2 separate regions of the Mus musculus genome follow, and region 2 is linked to region 1. The links are chromatin contacts, called in public HiChIP or PLAC-seq maps. All regions are on one chromosome and are shown on one strand. Each heading gives the region's core, a stretch centred on a gene start, on an enhancer-like site or on the middle of the called end of the contact. The rest is flanking DNA. Distances are from core to core; before and after follow the strand shown.

The links. HiChIP or PLAC-seq counts read pairs in DNA pulled down with a chosen protein or histone mark.
Region 2: a contact with region 1 is called in an H3K27ac HiChIP or PLAC-seq map of neural progenitor cells, with 14 times the contacts expected there. The contact joins the enhancer-like site here to the promoter of Gpc5 in region 1. A contact is called at or near these places in 7 of 39 promoter capture datasets (3T3-L1-derived adipocytes, cranial neural crest, frontonasal cranial neural crest and 4 more), 3 of 484 Hi-C or Micro-C datasets (the AML12 cell line, astrocytes and brain) and 9 of 115 datasets of contacts at active chromatin or transcription factors (astrocytes, embryonic forebrain, embryonic limb bud and 5 more).

The regions. Positions count from the first base shown.
Region 1 is chr14:115,090,109-115,094,658 of GRCm38.p6, reverse strand. Gpc5 (glypican 5) reads right to left here and starts at 2,444. Exons shown (of 8, transcript NM_175500.4): 1 at 1,871-2,444. The coding sequence starts at 2,033.
Region 2 is chr14:115,443,116-115,447,665 of GRCm38.p6, reverse strand. All of the region lies in intron 5 of Gpc5 (glypican 5), which reads right to left. Among named protein-coding and RNA genes, the nearest start is that of 4930505G20Rik, 36 kb to the right of the region's middle. Within about 2 kb of position 2,700, at least 11 of the 459 cell types and tissues checked have an H3K27ac peak or open chromatin away from gene starts, as enhancers often do. A contact at or near this core is called in kidney and neural progenitor cells, where this site is marked.

The DNA.
Region 1 (4,550 bases), core at 1,195-3,694:
AAATTTAAAAAAAGAAAAGGAAGAAAGGAAGGAAGAAAGAAAGAAAGAAAGAAAGAAAGAAAGAAAGAAAGAAAGAAAGAAAGAAAGAAAGAAAGAAAGGAAGGAAGAAGAAAGGTGTTTTCAACAGGACAACCCAGAATGACTCCTTTAAAAAGGTGCACGCTCCCCTGGCACTTAGGCTGTGCTCTCTGTATCAGAGGCCAACAGTGACAACTGTTTGCTTTTCTGGAGGGTAGAGCTTCAGTAGCTCCTTACAGTGATGGCTAGCTCAGTGATCAATGCTCTAGAACATACCTCTTCAAAGGCAATGACACACATGAGGTTCTAGAAACGACACTCACCATCTTTCTGGACCGTGTTGTCTTCAGCAGGTGCACGGACACTGAGCATCGAGAAGCCACTGAGATCAAAGCCTTCCTGAGGACTGTCAGCTACAGCCAAAGCTTTGACATTCGGGAGACAGGTCTCACAATGCACGTGAGGCTTTCTCAGCTCAACACCCACTGCACACAAACCAATTAGTCTCATAAGTGGTTAAGGGAGAGGTATTTCTTAACGAAAGAATACACTGAAATCAGTACTTACTTAGAAGGTTGTTTTGGGGTATGTGTGTGTGTGTGTGTGTGTGTGTGTGTGTGTGTGTGTGTGTTTGGTTTTGAAGAGACAAGAATCCCCTAAGCTGGAAGTGTCAACAATGTGTGTCAAGTATGGAAAGAGTGTATTGAGTAGGTATTCCAATAAACACTGGTGTGTTTAAAAGTGGTCCTGTGAGCGCTGGCTGGTGGGCTTTCTGCGCCCAGACACTGGGGAAGGATGATAAGAATTGAGCTAACTAGCAGAAAAACAATCAAGCGAATGTGCTACCACTGGGGAGTGCTAACGGCAAGCCTTCTCGCACTGGAAAAGGGATGTATTTGGTACTAAGGCATCCTTTGCAAATTCTTTGTTCATCAGACAACGTCCTTAAATCCAGCCCTCTCTGTTGACTTCAGCAACAGCTAGGGATACTCCACTATGATCTAACTTAGCCCCAGACACTCTATTGGCTCCCTAGCACAAGATCTTCTCTTCTGGATAGAACGTGTACTTGTTCTCCCACCAGCAGCTAAGAATTTGAGTGTAGGCTAGAGCACAGGAGATGAATGCAGGCAAAGGGGTCTTATAGTACGCATGGTCTCTAGCTGCCATATTAATTGTATAGACTGTGAGTTTCCTGGTGCCCCCAAACGCAGAGCTTGATTGCCTGTTGCCCTATCGCTTTGCAAGCTCGAAACTACTTTGTGGGGCTGGGACACACTAAGAGACTCGGATTTCTGTAGGAAGGCTTGGTGCCAAGGTGCAGAGGGGCAACTAAAGGTCGTCTCTGAGTGAACTGGGTCGAGCGCTCATTAAAAACAGCATTGGCACCTTGGTCAGCACAAGGATATAAGAAGGTTTGTTAGTTTACCATCAAACTTGCGGCAACCAACACAATCCCTCTGAGGTTGTGAGAGTAAAACCAGGACCCCTGGTGATGTTTCCTGTGGGAACAAATAGATCCTGGAGCAGTAACAAACCACCCTTGATTAGTTCTTCAAGCACCTCCCTGGAGAGCAAGAGGGCACCGGCATGAAAAAAAATGCTTCAGAGCTCCAAGGAACCCCAGATACAGTTAAGGAGCCCACCTTGAAGCTGCCCTACTCTCGTGAGCACACCAAGCATTCCCACAGGCCTCACCCCGGTTCACCTACTGGGGCCGGAGAACCCGAAAGGTCGTCGTCTCACCAAGGACCATCTCTGAATGGATGGATGCCCCAGAGACCGTGGTCGCAAGCCCAAGAGGTCCCCGGCTGGAGCCCCGCACAGTGCGGAGCCAACCAGCGGCTCTTACCTGCCCGCGGCGCCTCCGGCAGCCCTTTGACAGCTCCCCCAAGCCGCCACTGGAAAAGTTTCCGAACTTCTTCGCAGCTCTCCACGCCCTCGCTTCGGGTAGATCCAAGGAGAGCCAGGAGAAGGAGACAGCGCCAGCCCAGACGCCAGGTGCGGGCATCCATCCTCGGTGTTCGGGTCGCGCCCTCCCCGCTGTGGTCCTCACTCTCCAGAGCACCCAGCATCGGCAGCGCGGGAGGAAGATGCGTGGCGGAATCTGGCAAGGGTTCGATGCGCAGGCGGCCACGGGAAGACCGCGAAGGGACCGCGGCTTCACCTGCAAGAGCTCCGCTTTCTCCCCTGAAGCCCTGAGGCTGAGACGCTGCACTTCTCATGCTTAGCATCGCCCGGGTCCCTCCCGGACCAGGGCGGGTGGGCGCTGCGCAAGCCGAACACGAGCCGGGGAGAAGCGAGACACGGCAAGCATCCGGCACTGGCCGGTATCGCTGCAGCCGCCTAAGGCTCAGCTCGCAGCCACTAACCTAGGCTGTGCCAGCCTGCGGAGCTCCAGAGCCCGGTTCGCCAACCCCGCGAACAGGCCACGCCCCTAGCCACACCCCCAGCAGTCCGCCGGCTCCGCCCAAGCCCAGATCCTGCGGAGCACAGCAAGCGCCGGGCTTGCGACCTCACAGAAGAGTCAAATTAATGGAAGGAAACTAGCCTTCTTCCTCCGGGTTGATTTCGGAAAGCATTCAACCGCTGAAACGAAAGTATGTATAAAGAGGATCAGAGAAGGCAGGAGATAAGAAACATGAGTTGGAAATAAGATGAAACATTTCTCTACAAATCAAGGTCCTCTATGCATAGGAATCTGTATCCAAATTTCATGAACTGGACCTTGGCAAGTGCGAATGGCAAAAGCAGGGTTTTGAGCGACCTAGTAGCACTTACGTTTCAAATTCTTTATGCTTTTATTTTTTTTAATGTTAAGCGTTTTATGCTTTTAGTGCTAGGAGGATTTTTCTGTAACATGATTCTTCTGAAAGAATTTAGAGCTCAGAGTCTCAATGGGAAGTTATCACATTCTTTATATCTCGCTGAAGTTCAGTTTATTCTAACATCATAGTTCACGTTGGTCTTATACCTTTCTGAGCTTTGACACCTTTGACAATTTGTTTTTAATATTTCTCAGAGAGTAACTAAGACAAAAGTGCTCGAGGGAGCTTCTCCCCAGGAAAATAGGAGAAACGAAAATACTGGGCAATTACAAGCTGAAAAGGAAAGTTTGTCAAGTTAGGCATGAGAAACCAGGAAGCAAAAGGCAGCCTGCAGTTAAGCCTAAATGAGTGACATGATCCGGGTCATAGCCACCTGAAGAGAGTACTTCTCAGCACCAAGAAGCTCTTTAACAGCATTAGCAGAAGGGACTCTAAATATCTTAACCACTTTAAGAGAATTTCATCTTAAGCTGCACCCTTGCCAAGACTCGAGATGAATAATTTCCAGTCTTAGCTAAGTGTCCTGGGGTTTTCTAATGGCCATTTGATATCAAAGGCAGCACTTTCAGAAAGAGATCTTGCCATGGCTGGGATGCTGTTTCAGAGTGAAATATTACCCACTTGGCTTTTGACATCATTCCCCGAATACTACAAATTATTTTCTTAGAAGTTTTCTTAGTAAGCAAGAATAGAAATCATTAGACACTTTAAATTCTAGGCCTTCAAGCAAGGTTTTACATATGTATCCTAGAAAAATAAAGGAACATTCATGACTCTTCAGCTCTGATGCACCATCAAGAAAGGCTTCTTGGAGGTCAGCTATATCCATAGGAATAAACAAGAGCAGCCACGCTCATCTATAAAATCCTTAAGTGCTAAGCAGTATTCCAAGTGCTGTATGGATTTCCCTTCATTCGGTCGTTACAATCACCCTATACACTTGTTATCACCAGTACTATTTTTCAAGTAAGTAGATAGGGACAGACATGTAAGATGGGTTTCCCAAGGCCACAGGCAGCGGGAACCAGGAGTCAAATCAAAATGTCAAAATCCAGGACAAGATTTCCTTAGCCATTTCATGTTTCACTTAGATGCTGACTCAGCTACATGGAGTAAGACTAAAGACTTTAATTAGTCCATCGGACTTTTTAAAATTAGAAAATATGTACATATATATCTTCTAGACTCCCACATATATTAGTATAAAGTTAACTTCTAATTTTTCCCCAAACATCCTTATTCTCACCAGAATCTCTCCATGTTAGAGCTGGCTATCATAGACCACTATAACTATAAGGATTCACTATCCAGCCTGATCCCTTTAACTGCAGTCTGTAAAGCACTTTCTCTAGAACAAAATCATAAATACTGATGGTTTGCATAGCAAATATTGATCGGACAGTATGATATAAAGAGGTCTGTTAAGCTTAACTAGGCTTAAAGAAAGCTACAAGCAAGTTCTCAGTGCTTCATACTTCCTTTCAACAAAACATGTGGGACAGCATACATGGAAACTGAGTAGGTCTTAACTAGAAAAATAAGTATACTTGTCCTGTATAAATTGTCCACATTTATAAATAAATGGCATATTTTGCTGATACCTTTATGCCCTCTGATTGCCACAATGAATGAGATAACAGTTGGCTTAGAAGGATGATTTTTCTCACAATATTCTTATGCCAGACAAACAAATCACTCGGTTTC
Region 2 (4,550 bases), core at 1,451-3,950, 350 kb before region 1:
CTGACTTGAGGAGCTGCAGCCATGTGAACTTCATTTGCAGCTTCATTTGCAGCTCACTGTTCCTGCTCTGTCTCAGACAGTGCTCCTTGCCTGAAGCACATCCATCCCTCGTGGCATCAGCATCACTTTTTCTCACATATCTGAGTCTCTCAGACTCAAGGACAAGGTGAGCTCCTGAAAGACACAGGCATCTGTGCAACTGATTTAATGGATTTAGTAGATAAAAGCTATGCCAAGAGTCTATATCAAGTATAACCCAAGTTACAAGTCCCAGAAAAAGAAATGCCAGTTACTCAAACCTTGTGTAAAAAGCATCTTCATGACTTGGAAATAGTCATAGAAGAGAAAAATCTCAACAACACTGAAGTGATTGCTCCAACAACAGCTATGGAAATGGTATTTGATGGGCTTGGGCTGAAGGCATGTGGCAATGAGCAGAAAGAGTGACTCTAGGGACTCTAGGGGTGTCAAATACTTCTTCCTCCTCTGAAGAAACTTACAAGCACTGAATTGCATTATTGATTTCTTAAATAATAATCACCTGTGTGTGGAGGTAGGAGAAGCGAACATGGAGGAGGAGCAGAGCAGAAGTGTGGTAACTGCAGACGCTTGTCCAAGACAAAATGGAGTGCATGCTACTTTTCACCTCTGAGTAGAGTTATACATCATTGTACTTCTGGGAAATCATGAATTATGCCAATTTGCATACCCAACAACCAGAAATGCAACATTAGTTACAAGTTACAACCCAAACGGGAGAAGAGTATTGACTTTACAAAAATAACCCTTAATTTAGTTCTGTGTTTGGCAGTCAGATGTAACGCATAATTTTCTGTCTTTTATATAGATTTTTAGAAGTGGTTTCTCTAAAGCTATGACACACATTTGTGTTTAATAATATGCATAGCAGCGACCAAGTCCCCTGTCTTTGAAGACCATTCTCCTAGGTCACTGCTAGATCATGCCAAACACCACATGTTGAATGTTTACGACTTGTATGGCACTAAAATACGCTTAAGATGGTATGTTATATGCATGCTTTCTACCTGACTGTGGAAAAGTGTCTCTCATAGATACATTCTGCTCTTACAGATACACTACACTCTTCATACTTAATTCAGGAGACTGTGCTTGGGACAAAGGATAAGAATGAGAAGCTCTGTGGGTTGATGACACTGTCTGTTTCAGGCTTTTTGCATCCTTAATACTGAGGGCTACAGTCACAATCATGGTGGACAAGCGAAAAGTTGCAAGGAACTCATGTATGGGAACCCATGTAACAGTTTTCAGCTGAACATCCTAAAGGATCAATTTTAGAGTATGATTCCAAAGTATATCAAACATATATATTATTTCAAATATCACATGATGCTATATAGTCTAAAATATAGGCGATGGACTGAAATTTTCAATCCTTTCTGTCATTAGGTAACTGGAGATTAGGAAATTTAAAGTTTGACCCTTTGGGCTTCGTTTTTTTTTATACTACTCCTTTGCTTAGAACCAGCCCTCAATTCTCTAAGTGTACCTTGGGTGCATCATGGCTTTATTCATTAAGAACAATTCTCCCCTCTTGTGTGTACTCTTCTGTTTAGTGGTGTCTTCTCAGGGGATAACTTATCACTTCCTTAACCCTTTCCTTTCTGACTAGCTCTTACTTGCCCTCCATATCTCAGAATATCTTTGTAACCTAAGAACATATGTCATAGCTATATGTTTCCCCAAGAGATTATTGTGGATCTACTTTCAGAGGAACTGGAATGAAGGGCAGATTAGAAAAGCAATCTTTGTGAAACTTAGTCAGGAGGCATTTTATGGCCGGTGAGCCAGGCAGCAGTTTTATGGAGCTGGTATCAGGAGTAAGATGTGGTGAATAACTGGCTCTAGAAGTAGGGCATGACTATACCGCAGATCGATAGTGTGGAACGCCGTATGCACCCCAATTCCTGTTCACTCTGATGTCTTCCAGAAGACTTGCCAATATTTTGCCATAAAACTTTGTGCTGACGAGCTAACCTGTCATTCAGCCCAGGGATCACTGCTACCCTTTCTTGCCCTGGAGCCTAGAACCTTGTACATACACACATCCATATAAAAAGGTCAATTAATGGTCAACTGAGAGCAACCTAACATTCCGCCACAGAAATTCTTCCTAGGTAAATTTTTCCTGAAGTACCTTACATTTTGAAAGATTAACTCTGTTTCATTAAGGACAAAGGACAAGGACTCTTGACAGCAAGTTTTCAGTATGACTCCCTGTTGAATTCAACACCATACTGTCCATCCGAGAATTCTTCCTTGGTTTCTTTTGAAATAAAAATCGAAGCATTTGTTTAGCCATTGAAATTTTCATGAAGCTGAACGCTTTGTCATCTGAGCTGATAAAAAAAACTTCTAGAGAGAAAAGCGACACATTAGCAAGTGAAATGAACAGGAAGCTGCTAATTACCAATCCCCAAACAGAGCCTCTTCCCAGCAATAGCACTCAAACATTTTTTTTTTTACCATAAGTAAATAATACAAATAATAATAAAGTTTGCAGACAAATAGTCCCCAAAAGACACACATGAGAAATCATGATAAATTGTGTCAATCTACACAGTAATGGATCTGTCTGTGGAGGCATTTTGAGGCTTTCTGTGTTTCCTTGGATAGAGTCCCAAAGAGAAGCTGACTTGCATGTCTGAATAAATAAATTGCTAATTAGCTTCCTGGTCTTGAAGCTTTTACATTCTACAAATGGCTTCATCTGCCTGCCTGGACCAGGCTAGAACCTTTTGTCCAAAGAACATATTGAAATTGCAAAAACAAGTGATAATGAAAAGATCATGTTCAAAACACATTTATCTCAATTAAGATACTAAAATCTATATATAGGAATTGTACCTTCTTTAGACTTCTTTAGACTGTCTTTTTTACTTCAAATCTTTAGCAGTGAATTTTTCTCATTTTATTTTTTTCTTGTACTTTTAGAGCTGCTGTACAAAGAACGGGGAGCATTGATCTTGGACTTATTTGCAGCTAATCTTCAGTTTATTGCCATCCATAAACAGAAATTCCCAAGCAAGTGCTATTATGAAAATATTTATATTTATATATTTTATTTTGTATATGTATATGAAAGAGTGGAGACTTTAAAATCTCTTCATCTCCTGCAGAGTGCTAAAAACTCAAATATGGGCTAAATAATTTATATCAGTGATACTAAGTAACTAAGGCGAAAGTGATCGATGCTTCTCTTTAGGAAATGTACAATACTTAAAATTCTGTCTGGTTACAGTTTTCAACCATTTGAAATATAAAACTCATTATGTAGAAGGTACACTGTACATCAAAATGGAATCCTATTAAATAAGAACAGTGCTCTGAAGTCTTCATCTAAACCAGCTCACATCTCAAGTACAGCACAACTCGTCCTCTCTCGACACTTGATCTTTGGAAGAGAAATGTACCCTGCCCTATGTCTTCATGATTTTATAATTGTAGAAAAGTAATATATATTCCTAAAACAAATAATCAGTGGGACATGCCCGATGTTCGAGGGGTCAAGAAGTGTGTTACCAAGGTAAGCTCCTTTACTCCAATGCCTAAAACTTACCTGGCAGGAGAAGAGAACCAGCCTCTGAAAGCCATCCTCTGACCTCCTCAGATGTGTGATGGTGGCAGTGTCACCCCTCCCCCAGAAAATAAAAAAGCAAGTACATTTGTTTAAAGATAAGTGCTAATATGTGCATGATATTGTGAATTATATAAATTATAATATTTTTGTTGCTTTTGAAAAGGCTGACAGTGCATTCAATTATTAATAGTAAAACCACATAAGGGGGCTGGAGATATGGCTCAGTGATTAAGAACACTGGCTGCTCTTCTAAAGGTCCTGAGTTCAATTCCCCGCAACCACATGGTGGCTCACAACCATCTGTAATGGAATCTGATGACCTCTTATAGTGTATCTGAAGACAGCAGCAATGTACTCACATACATTAAATAAATAAATCTAATAAAAATTAGAATAAAATAAAAGTGCATGAAATATAACCATTGAAATATGGTTAATTAATAAATCCTCCTATATATTCCCCCAGGTTTCTTCTCATATATATTTTTTGATCACTATGCATAGTGCCCCATCTTCTTAAAACTCAAAAGTGCATTCCATTTTTTAAAAAATATACCATAATCCCTACAATGACATTCTAATATTCCTATTGAGGAGATTTTTGTTGTTACTTCTGCATGCTATTCAAAGCCATGTATGGAGCTTATTTTTTATTTACATGTTACGACATTTAGTTCCTACAGGTAAAGAATGTAAAACAGATGTCAAGTACTATTGAAGTATCGACACGGATTTCTCATTGCCCCTCTAAGAGACACATGAATAATCCTGTCTTTTACATGGACACAAAATATTTTTCTCCATACTTTTTATAATGTCAAGAAGTATAAAATGTAACTATCTAGATCATATTAATAAATGAAAAAGCAAACTGATTGGGATTGTGTTTCCTGAATTTAGTTAATTGTGTTCTATGAGCTTAAATTGATTT